2 separate regions of the Sus scrofa genome follow, and region 2 is linked to region 1. A link is a contact called in public Hi-C data. All regions are on one chromosome and are shown on one strand. The core of a region is the stretch at or near the end of the contact, and the rest is flanking DNA. Distances in the headings are between cores, read along the strand shown. Region 1 overlaps SSH1 (protein phosphatase Slingshot homolog 1). Region 2 overlaps CORO1C (coronin-1C).

Evidence for each region. A called contact is a pair of places that touch in the nucleus more often than the background predicts.
Region 2: a Hi-C map of liver shows a contact between it and region 1, with 8 times the contacts expected there. The contact joins two enhancer-like sites. A contact is called at or near these places in 7 of 47 Hi-C or Micro-C datasets (embryonic fibroblasts, liver and skeletal muscle) and 2 of 2 datasets of contacts at active chromatin or transcription factors (alveolar macrophages and skeletal muscle).

Annotation. Positions count from the first base shown.
Region 1 is chr14:42,029,011-42,034,610 of Sscrofa11.1, reverse strand. It overlaps SSH1 (protein phosphatase Slingshot homolog 1), which reads right to left. Exons shown (of 16, transcript XM_001929329.5): 16 at 3,769-5,600. Among named protein-coding and RNA genes, the nearest start is that of CORO1C, 31 kb to the left of the region's middle. Within about 2 kb of position 2,955, at least 27 of the 83 cell types and tissues checked have an H3K27ac peak or open chromatin away from gene starts, as enhancers often do. A contact at or near this core is called in alveolar macrophages, liver and skeletal muscle, where this site is marked.
Region 2 is chr14:42,124,424-42,130,023 of Sscrofa11.1, reverse strand. All of the region lies in intron 3 of CORO1C (coronin-1C), which reads right to left. Among named protein-coding and RNA genes, the nearest start is that of SELPLG, 31 kb to the left of the region's middle. Within about 2 kb of position 2,568, at least 44 of the 83 cell types and tissues checked have an H3K27ac peak or open chromatin away from gene starts, as enhancers often do. A contact at or near this core is called in alveolar macrophages, liver and skeletal muscle, where this site is marked.

The DNA.
Region 1 (5,600 bases), core at 1,706-4,205:
CCCTCAACAGGGCTGGGCTGTGGGCAACCAGTCATTGTCTTTCCCACGATTCTAGGGACTGCTCACGAAGGGAATGCTTTGTGCCAGAGCCTGTGCTGAGTGCTTCGTGCAGCAGATATCTTATTCAGAGGTCTTCACTGTGTGCTGATGACACAGTGCTAATCTTTATAACAGCATTACGAGGTCATCCCTGTTTTTCCAATGAGGCAAAGGGGCCACAGAGAGGTTAAGTCAGTGCTCTGGGTCACGGAGTGGCTAACAGTCTTGGTCCAAAGCCCTTGATCAGCATGGTGACATGGCCAAGACTGGATACATAATTTGCAGGGGGCCATAGGAAATGAAAAGGCCTGGCCCTCATTAAAGAATGAAAGATGGTAACAGTGGAGCAGCAGACCAATCTCAGGGCCCTTGTAAGGGCAGGTGCTCAGAGGGTGGGCACTGGTGGCCTGGAGAAGCTCATGGGCCAGGAGAGAGAGCCCCTGCCTGGTACCCCCGAGCCACAGTGATCTCTGTCCAGGGGCCCCAGGCCACCCCATGAGTGGGGAGAAAAGACCCTGCTGCCCAGCAAATGCTGTGCTGCATTCCCTAGAACCAGGAGCCTGGGAGCTTGGAGGGCAAATTTTAGCTCAATGCCAAAGGGTCCTTTTATTAAATCTTGACATTTCCCTTTTAAAGCATGAATGTAACATAATCCTGTTGCAGAGAGTTTGGAAGAGATAAAAGAAAGAAAAAACATCAACCTCGAATCCTACCCCTGCAACCTCATTGCTGTTGGCAAGTGGTGTATTTCCAGTCTTTTACAGACAGCCTTTCCATCAGGACCCCTGGGGGATGAAACAGATGGGGCCCTTTTTGACCCCAGCGTCTGGCACAGGGCAGGGGCTTCATGCATGGGGAAGATGCGGGAATGGATGGATGTTATAAAGGGGTCTAGTCTAGATGAACTTTCAGATTTTTCTGGACTCAGGATTCCTTGATTCATAGATAGCACATGCCTGGTGCTGATCTGGAGCTCAGTCCAGGGTGCCAAACCTGGTGTGTTGGGGCCCCAGTAGGACTGATTCACTTCCCTGTCCTGGAAGAGCATGGTTTAGGCAGTCATGGGTGTCCCCAAGCTTTCCGAGCTTTCTGAAACTTGGGACCTGTTTTCACAGCATGTTTCATTCATTGACTCTCCTCCAATATTTATCGAGCACTCACTATGCACTAAGTACATTCAGGGCTGTCTTCTTTGGGGTGAAGGTGGTGAATCTGGAAAGATTATGAATTTGGAGTCAGGCACTCTGGGCTTCTGTCCCTTCCTGGCTGTGTGGCCCTGATCAGGTGACCGAACCTCTCTGAGGTCTTTCTCTGTAAAACAGGGTCACATCTGCTGTGAGGATCAACTCGGCAATACACATGAAACACTTGTGAGTAGCAGATGCTCAGGGTAGTTTACTTACACCTCCCTTTCCCTCCTTCCCTCCATCCCTCCCCCCAGTAACATCTCTAACAGCAAGTTCATGTGCCAGGCAGATGAGGTTTGCACTTATTATCAGCTAATTCTCAAATTACTGGCCCCAACAGGTAGGTAGCACTGTTTTTAACCCGTTGCGATATCCGATTTCAAAACCAGAGGGAGCCTGGCACCTACTAAGCGCTTGTGGGAGAATCTCTCTTAGTGCATCCATATTCCTGAGCATCCTTTTCTGTGCTGTAGATTCTGCTCATGCAAATGCTGACACTTTACTGGCTGAAACAGTTCACCAAAAAAAAAAAAAGGAATTTGGGGGCTGAAACGGGACCCTTTGCACGTATACTGCAGGGAGCACGAGCAGTTTCCCTTTAAAGGCAAAATATGGTGAATCGGATGGGGGGAGGAGAACACATCTCGTGCTGCCCAGATAGCCTTTGGAGCATGAAGGGGTTCAGATTTCTCAGGGGCTGGAGGTTCATTTCTGACTGTTTTCTTGCTGCGACCTAAGGGGAGATCAGACGCCACTTCTGGGGTGGGAGGAGTGCCAAGAGGGTTTCAGATGGGTCAGGAGCAGTATCTCCCGGTTTCAGCACTTTTTAGATGTAATCTTGGGCAAGTGACTTATATTCTGCAGCCTGATACTTTGACAGTAAACTGAGGATAACGGGGCCTTTGGAGGATTCAGTGGGATTCCTTAAAGTGCTGGGTACGTGGAAGGCTCAGCATAGTTCTGCTCCCTGTGTGAGGGAGCAGGGATGGATGGGGGAGGGGGTGCTTCCCGGGCGGGGCCTGCTTTTCCCACTGTTGCTGGGCTTCCCTACCAAGAAGCGAATCTTTCTGAAAGGCCACGTCATCCTGCAAGCTCTGCCTTCGGGAGCCTCTTGCAGGCGTATGGCTGAGGGGCTTCCCTGTGCATGCGGCTCCTGGGCTCACAGTCAGCCTTAGCATTGTTACTCGGAGGATGAAATCAGGGTGAGGGCAATCTTAGGAAGTTTCTCCCAGTAAGAGTATCAGATGAGTTCTGGGAACACCCACATTCTGGAAGGGCGATGTGGGGTGGGTGTTGTCTCCAGAAAGCACGTGTGGAATGTGACTGTAATTAGCAAAGGGAAAGCCTACTCAATTGCATCACCTTCTCATCTCTACGGATTCTAAACGGCTGTCAGAATTCCCAGGGAATCCAAGGGAAACGGACAGAGCGCTGGGCCCCTCCTCATGCTCTGATTAACGTGTGGAGCCTGAAGAGAATCTAGGAGGTGTCTCCAGTCTTGCCCTGTGACCCTCAGTGGGCCGCTTCCAAAAACCTGCATTATAGCTTGCTGGCGTCAAAGCAGTGGAACCGCTCCACAAAACTTTTGCTTTGATTTCCTCCTGAATGAGCAACTCCTAACCATAATTTGGCTTCATGTGGACATTTTCCTAGAAGGGCTCACTGTGCTAACAGAGTAATCTGGTCTGCTGGACAGCATAATGCTGGTTGTAGAATTCCAGCTTACCCACCAGTCTCCCCACGAGTCCAGGTGAGGGGCAAAGCAGGTCTAGGTGAACCAAACCAAGGATTTTCTGGATCTGCAGGTACTGGAATTTTGTGGCCACGCCAAGGCACTTGTGCTGGACAGGCAGCACTCACCCATGTGACTTGCCCATTGGCGTAAGTTGATGTGACAAAGGCGGCTAAGAGGGAATGTGAGTCCCATGCCCTTTGCCCTGCTGCACGGCTTGAAGCACACAAGTCCAAGGAGGCAGGGTTTTCTGCTGGAAGCAGCCTGGCTTGGCTAGTCACCAAGGGAGCATCGCCACCCAAAGCACTGACCTGCAGTGGACTGTGACCTGGGCGGGACATGAGCCTCAGCTGTGTCCAGCGACTGGGAGTCCCTGGGGTTCTTGCCTTGGCTATTAGCCGCGACTATCCCCCACCGTCCCCTCTCCCTCGGGGAACAGCTAGGTTGGTTCTTGCAAGCACTCCTCTAGCTTTATGTTTTCTGCTGGTACAGGAAGAGACACCACCCCAAGTCTGAGTCCCCCCTGCGCGGGGGGCGGGGGACAGTTATTTTGGCATGCAAGTGGCCACCCTCAAGTGGGCCTGCTCTTCCTTACTGGCTAGATCAGGAGGAAAAGACAATGCCTGCAGGAGCTAACCTTCTCCCCCCGGTTTGTTCTTTGGTCTCACTTGTCCATGTTTTTAGCCTGGAACCCAGCACACGGCAGGTCAGTCAAGACTGGATATCACAATGACAAAGCTGCATCTGACTCTCCTGGCAAGGGCTGAAGAGGCCACTTCCTTTTTGCAAAAGTTCAGAGGTCACCAGGCATTTATAAAGAAAGAGTTTATTGTCATCACAAGAAGCACACAGACTATATACAGTACACACCAACAGAAGTAAAAAAAAAAAGTGCATTATGCCTCATCTACTGCAGATTCACAGTACAAAAGATACTGCCTTTAAATATATAATATAAAAAGAAACAAGAAGAAAAAAATATAATAAAAAATCATGGATATCATAATGCAACACACTGGAACCCGCTGGCAGCTTCTGGAAACCAAAGGGCAGCCCTACTTGTGGAGTTCCTGATTTGTGGTGGGGGGAGGGGTGCGGTCTGAACTTGCATTTTGTTGCAAAGAGCTCAGGACACCAACAGAGAGGAAAACAGGGTGGCCTAGGTAGTAATAAAAACAAGAGGACAACTGTGAGATGGGGGCAGGGACAGGGGAGGGGCTGGGCTGCGATGCAGAGGGGGCCTGGGCTACACCACCCTGCAGCTGGCCAGCCAACCAATTCAGTCCTTTCCTCACTACTACCTGACGGGACACATGGGCTGAGCCAGTGCCTGCCTCACCTGCAGGAACTGCCAGCACTGTTTCTAGCGATGCTCCTGGCCTGGTTGTGGGCACATGTGTGAGGCCTCACAGCAGATAAGCACAAGCGCAGGGCAGGGCAAGCTCCAGCCCTGGTGCCAACAAGGCAAAGTATCCAATCTCAGAAGGTGAGAGCTCAACGGTTTCCCATAAATACACAGTATTTGTAAACTATTATTAAGGCACTCGATTGTAAAACGATAATTACAGTGTCTGGGAGGAGGGAGGAAGCAGCCACCTTCTCAGGCAGCGCGGCCGGCAGAACGGACAGCAGAGCACGGCGGTCCGGTTCTAAAGACTCCTGCCAAGAGACCAGCCAGGGCCACACACCTGCTGCAAGACAAAAATGAGGCGGTCACGTCCAGATCCACGGAGGGCAGCACCGCACAGTATCGCTCCAGACTGTTCCAGGTGACCTGCATCACAGTTCAGGTGACACAGTATGCGTGTGGATGAGCCAGGAATGCACATGATGCTTGAGTGACAGGAATATAGATATATATTCAACTGCAGAGCAGACAATGAAGAAACCAAGTAGCTGGGCGCAGAAGTCCATAACTACTTCAGTGTGGCATGCCGTGGCAGCAAGACCCAAGGCGGGACAGGAGGTAACACTGCACGGTGCTGTCCAGATGTCACAGACCTAGCTCCCCTGCCAGAGGAGAAAGGGTTGCCCTCAGTGCGTTGTGTGGGTCTGGGGCCAAACATTTCTGGCCAACACATACCAGGTTGCTCTTCGGGCACCCTGACTACTTACATGATCTCGACTAAAGGACAGCATTTACTCTAAGGAGCAGTGGACCCAGAAACAGGGGATCCCTCAACCTTCTGGTATGGGGCCTGAGTAGAGTGCTGATGTATAGGGTTGACCTGACAATGTCAATTCTAAGGCAGCTCCGGCTCCATCCTAGGCATCCTCTGGGCTTATCCAGGAGGGAAAAGGTTTTAGAAAGGGCTGGGATGCTTTTTGGCTGGAGAGATGGGGCCGAAGGGAATTGGCCAGTGTAGCTACCTGTGAGCACTGGGCACAAGCAACTGGTTGTCTGCCCCTACCCAGCAGAGAGCTGTTTGGCAGCCCAGAGGTCAGCAGAAGTGCTTGCACTGGGACCAAGGGGGCAGGGAGGGCCGAGAACAAGAGCCTTGTTCTTTCTTTCTTTCTTTTTTTTTTTTTTTTTTTTTTGCATTTTAGGGCCATACATGTGGCATATGGAAGTTCCCAGGCTAGGACTGAACCAGAGCTTCAGCTGCTGGCCTATGCCACAGCCACAGCAACGCAGGATCTGA
Region 2 (5,600 bases), core at 1,319-3,818, 96 kb before region 1:
AGTTTATGAAAAGGCTACAGTTTAAAACATTACCTTCCTCTGTATGACGATTAAAAAACAAGTAAATTTTCTACCAAAAAAAGATTTTAGGGAACTAGTTCATAAGAAATTTAGCACTTGCCAGTGAAAAACTCATGCTCAACAGTGGAACAAGTGAGAAACAGAATTTTCCTTTGTTGGGGATTTCTAAGGAGGAGACAAACAACTGTCTGTTTTCAATCGCTCAGTGGAAGGCAGAGTCTGGATTGGGAGTGGTTAGGGTTCAGCTCAGTTCTGCTGTCCCACAAAAAATCACAACAAAAAGTCTGCCTGCCATCCTGAAGAATGCAGCAAAGTCATGAATTACATGATCATTCATAAACCTGCCTTTTGAGGGCCTCAGTTTAGGACATCACTTAATTTCTCCTGAATGCTCATTCAACAAATTTTCAACAAGGCAGGGAGTTCCCTGGTGGTCTAGTGGTTAGGACTCGCACTCACTGCTGTGGCACCACATTCAATCCCTGATCTAGGAACTAAGATCCCACATCAAGGTGCTGAACGCTGTGATCAAAAAAATAAAAGTTAAAAAAAAAAAAAAAGCCGAAAAAATTAAAAAAAAAAAAAAAACATTTAAAAAAAGGAGTTCTCGGAGTTCCCGTCGTGGTGCAGTGGTTAACGAATCCGACTAGGAACCATGAGGTTGCGGGTTCGGTCCCTGCCCTTGCTCAGTGGGTTAACAATCCGGCGTTGCCGTGAGCTGTGGTGTAGGTCACAGACGCGGCTCGGATCCCGCGTTGCTGTGGCTCTGGCGTAGGCCGGTGGCTACAGCTCCGATTCGGCCCCTAGCCTGGGAACCTCCATATGCCGCGGGAGCGGCCCAAGAAATAGCAACAACAACAACAACAAAAAAGACAAAAAACAAAAATAAATAAATAAATAAATAAAAATAAAAATAAAAAAAGGAGTTCTCATGGTGGCTCAGCAGTAACGAACCCAACCAGTATCTATGAGGATGTGGGTTCAATCCCTGGCCTCGCTCAGCAGGTTAAGGATCTGACATAGCTGTGAGCTGTAGTAGTGCAGGTCGCAGATGTGGTGTAGGCTGGCAGCTGCAGCTCTGATTCAACCCGTAGCCTGGGAACCTCCATATGTCATGGGTGAGGCCCTAAAATATGATGATGATGATGATGATGACAAGGCAGATGTGAGCAAGCACGAGAGGCAAAAGGAATCTAGGAATCTACCTGGCCTCCCCTAACCCCTCCCCCAGACCACTGCCTCTCTCCACCGAAAGGGGCAGACTCTGACCCAGGCCCCTCTCCCCTGGGGGAATGGGCATCTGCTACCATCCATCATTACCTCTTTGCTTTCACCCTGATACGCACCATTTTTATTCAAGGATTTATGATCAGTAAAACTGCTCCACACTGAACTTGGTTATCTGAATATAAAACAGGACTAAAATTTTGAACAGAAGGAACAGAAAACAACTAATGATTTGATCAAAGCACAAAGTCGGGAGAGGAACAATTATGAAACAGGACTTTGGTGACTCAACAGGAAATGCATTTTGCAAGACGAATTCTGACCCACGCTTACAACAGAAAGAGTAGTGATATACCACCTGACGCCTCCAGATGGCAGTGTGACCACTGGCTGCTGGATTTTTCCCACAGGGATCGTAAAACCTTCAGTGCCTGACCCACCATGATTAAATAGTGCCTTTTCTAAATCCCTAATGAGGCGTGGAGTGATGGGAGGCTTTGGATATAACCAGCATTTCCTGCTTAAATATGAGGGTGGAAGTAGAGCTCATAACAGGACTTCATCTTCTCCTTTCTCTAGTTTCATCTTTTCCTTGGATTGCCAGGAGATTTTGATGGAGCAAAACGCTTATTATGCAATTTTGAAAACGAGAAACCTCTCTGTCCCTCCTCTGTCTCACTTTTGGCAGATTCAATGGTCTCCTCAACAAGGCTTATGCATTTTCATCCAGGCACCTAACCCATCTCACGATCTCAGTCACTCAGCCATGTAGCTCTTTCCTTGAGTAACCACCACAGCACAGGCCTGTTACCAGGCAAGGAGGGAAGGATAACACAGGCTCCGCTCTCAAGGGGTTTACAATCTAAAAAAGCAGAGGTGTCTATGAGACTGGAAGCCAGACAGCAAAGACAAGCAGCTGGCTGGAGCAAGGGCTCTGAAGCCAGAGACCTTGGTGCAGATCCTGCCTGGGGCCTCTTACTGTGATGGTCCTGGGCAAAGAGCTCAACATCACTGCGCAGGGAAGAATCAGGACCTGTACTTCCTAGGGCTGCTTTGAGGATTAAATGCATTAACACTGCCTGGCACACAGTCACCTCCAATGCAGTGCAGGGGTGAGGAATATCCTGATTCTGCTATCAGCTGCAGGACCTTGGGGACATTCACCTAAACATTTGGGGCTTTGAGTTTCCTCATCTATAAAATGAGTCTATAATAATGAACCTGTCCTCACTGGGCGTGTCTGGAGACCAATGTGGTAACATGAATACAAAGCACTCAGAATAATGCTAAGGCAGGCTGTGGGTTAAGTGTTAGCTGTGGTTATTACATGTCCTTTTCACTAGGAAACCACAGTCTACGTCACCAGTGTGACGCTCGGGTAAGCTCAGTGCTGAGTAAAAATTAGGTTACCTTCTTGCTACCGAAGCTTGGTACATCCAGGAAGGCTCCCGGAGGAGACAACCTCTAAGGATGAATAGGAGTTAGGTGACAGGTGGAAGCAGGAAAGATGAAATGGGAGAAGGAAGGAAGGAAATCAAGTATCCAGTTTAAAAGCAAAAAACACAGACGCAGAGAGCAATTTTCTAAAGAGTAGATGCTCCAAAAAGGCTGGCTGAGGGGCATGACGGGGAAAAGCACCACGTATAAAAGACAACACAGGCACAAGGATTCCCACGGGAAGACACAGTGACAGCAAAGCCTGTGTGATGAAACGCAAAGACACCGGGCACTCTGGCCTGTGCTGGGAATAAAGGCAGCTTGTTCTCCAGTGGGCCTTGGGGAAGAGCCGCACATCTGTAAGTCCTTCCACACGAGGCCAACGCCCCCCTGGTCAGTGCCTGCTGGCCCTGTTCACAGGCCTGTTGTCACATGCTCTCTGCTGCTGCCAGGAATGGCCTTCCACAGACTGAAGAGGTCATGTGGAGTCCCATTCAGTCCCTGTCCGGTTTCTTGTGTGTAACCTGGGACACAGCCCAGGGTGGTGGTGGAAAGGACCTGACCTGGCTGTCAGAAGACATGGGCTCCTGTCAGGGCTGGACACCAACTGGCTACGTCAGCATTAAGAAAGGACCTTACTCCTGAAAGCCTTGACTTCCCTGCATGGTACTGGGGACAGCATCAGCTCTGCTTCCTCAGGGGTAACTGGAAAGGTCAAACGAGTTGAATCACGCTGCACCCCCAAGCACTACCCGAATGGGAAATACCGCAAACAGGGTGACCTTTGACAAAATCGTCACTCCTTGGGCCTGTGCTTCCTGAGCGGTAAAGCGGGACATACTCCTGCCTTATTGTGCTGTTAACAAGGATTAAATATAGTCACCACATAAAGGTTTCAAACAGCGCGTGGCAAATAAAAAGATCTACTACATGTTCACCATTACTTTTCTTGCTATAACTGTGACCACTATGACCTCAACATGTATTTTACATCTGAATGTCAGGATTCTGTGGAATGAAATTAATTTGCCTTTAAATTAATGCAGCCCTGTACCCAACTACCTAATTTATGTCCAAGATATCCTATGTGTGAAAGCTCTAGCTAGTGCCTGGGCCAATTAGCACAAATGAGATCAGCTCTGATCTCTAGGCTGGTCCCTTAGCTTTTCTCAGCTCCACGGCCAGTTAGTACGTTAATACCAATCAGCTTTTGCAAAAACATATGTGGTGAGTAGAAAGGCAAACGGACATCCAGCATCCTCTGCTGTGCATCGCAGCACGGCAAGCACTCCAAGCTATCCTCTTTCCTCTTGGGTTTTTTCTTTGCTTTTCTTAAAAAGTACTGTGTATGTCTGGAATGTTTTACATGGACAACACATTACTATAGTAACATTAGGTCTTGTTTTGCTTTGAAAGAAAGGGAAAAAAACACCATCAGTCCCTAGGGCTTCCAGATGAAAAAGTGAATCAATCGGTGAAAACCCAAACAAGGTTCTGGAAAAATACAACTTTTAAGCACACGTTCAGGAACCACTGCCTCACTGGCATCCTTGTCCCAAATGAATTTCTGAATATGGAAAAAGGATAGGGCAAGAGAAGCATTCTAACAAGGACACAATGAGGAAGATTTTAAAAAGTGGCTTTCTCTCAAGTAGTGATTTTAAAGTATAAACTTGTTTGATGGTTTTATTTCTCCAACACAGCACAAATTGAAAGCAAACAAAACACAGAGTGTTTCCAAACACTGCTTCTCTATTTTAATCACCCACCAAGAACTTGCTACTGGGCTAGGCACTAGAGTTACAGCCATAAAAAAGACTATTCCTCCCAAAGGCCATATTTTTTAAAGGCTAAGGAAACCAATTCCAGAGGAAAAATGAGGGAAAAAGCTGATCTGAAGAGACAGGAAGAGGCTGGTACTCTGTAGCAGCTGCAGAGCAGCACGACCCCTACAGAAGCCACTGATGCAACAACCCCAAGGGGTAGGATGCAGAGTCAGGACATTCCTAAGTGAACCGTGACATTGAGAACAACATTGGTTTTGAGAAAATCAAGAGCTGAGATTTCAGTTCCGATGTGCCAAAGTTATAATGCCCGCCTGGCAAATGGCCCAGACGCAATCTGTACAGGATGGAAATAACACGAAGCCGGGCTGAATGGCTGGGAGGGGCAGGAGTCCTGGGGAGCATGCTCATCACCAACTACATCACTTCCATCTTGATTTCAAGGCAAAAACTGCATCAGCACAATTGACAACAGAAGCAAAAATGGGTAAAACAGGGAGTTAATTTTTGTTAATTTCCAAAGGAGTGTAAGACTGAGCTGGGAAAAGTGTCCATTTAAACTTCATCTGGGACCAATGAGAGCGTGTGGGTGAAGACAAATAAGAATGTTCTGCCTGCAAGATCCTTCCCTCTCTCAGACTCTGGGAGAACCTATTATGCAACCCCACTGTCTGAATTAACCAGTTTTTGCATTTGTGTTTGGTTACCTCCCAGCAGATAAGGGACATTGTTGAATCAACATCATTCACTAAACTTACTTTGGCTGCTCTCTGTTACTTAAAGCACTGTTATTTTCTTGGAGCTAAAATTTTCCCAAGTAAAACACTTAACAGCTAGAATCTTTAAAACTCTCTCTGAGAAGATTTTGTTGGAGATAAGAACTCACAATACCAAAAATGGGGAAATCCTAGGAACACGGTATAGTTTCCGGGAGGAGGGCTTATAGCATTGCTATCTGCTGGTACAAAACATCACTTCAAAAAGTAGTACAACCAAGGCAAACTACGCCCATATAATTTACTTTGAGGCTGTGTAAAGAAGCCATCTCTAAAAGATGAAGGCATGCACCGTATGGCTGGCATTCCTTCTCTAAAAATGCAACCAATGTAACATCACTACCACAGAATCAAT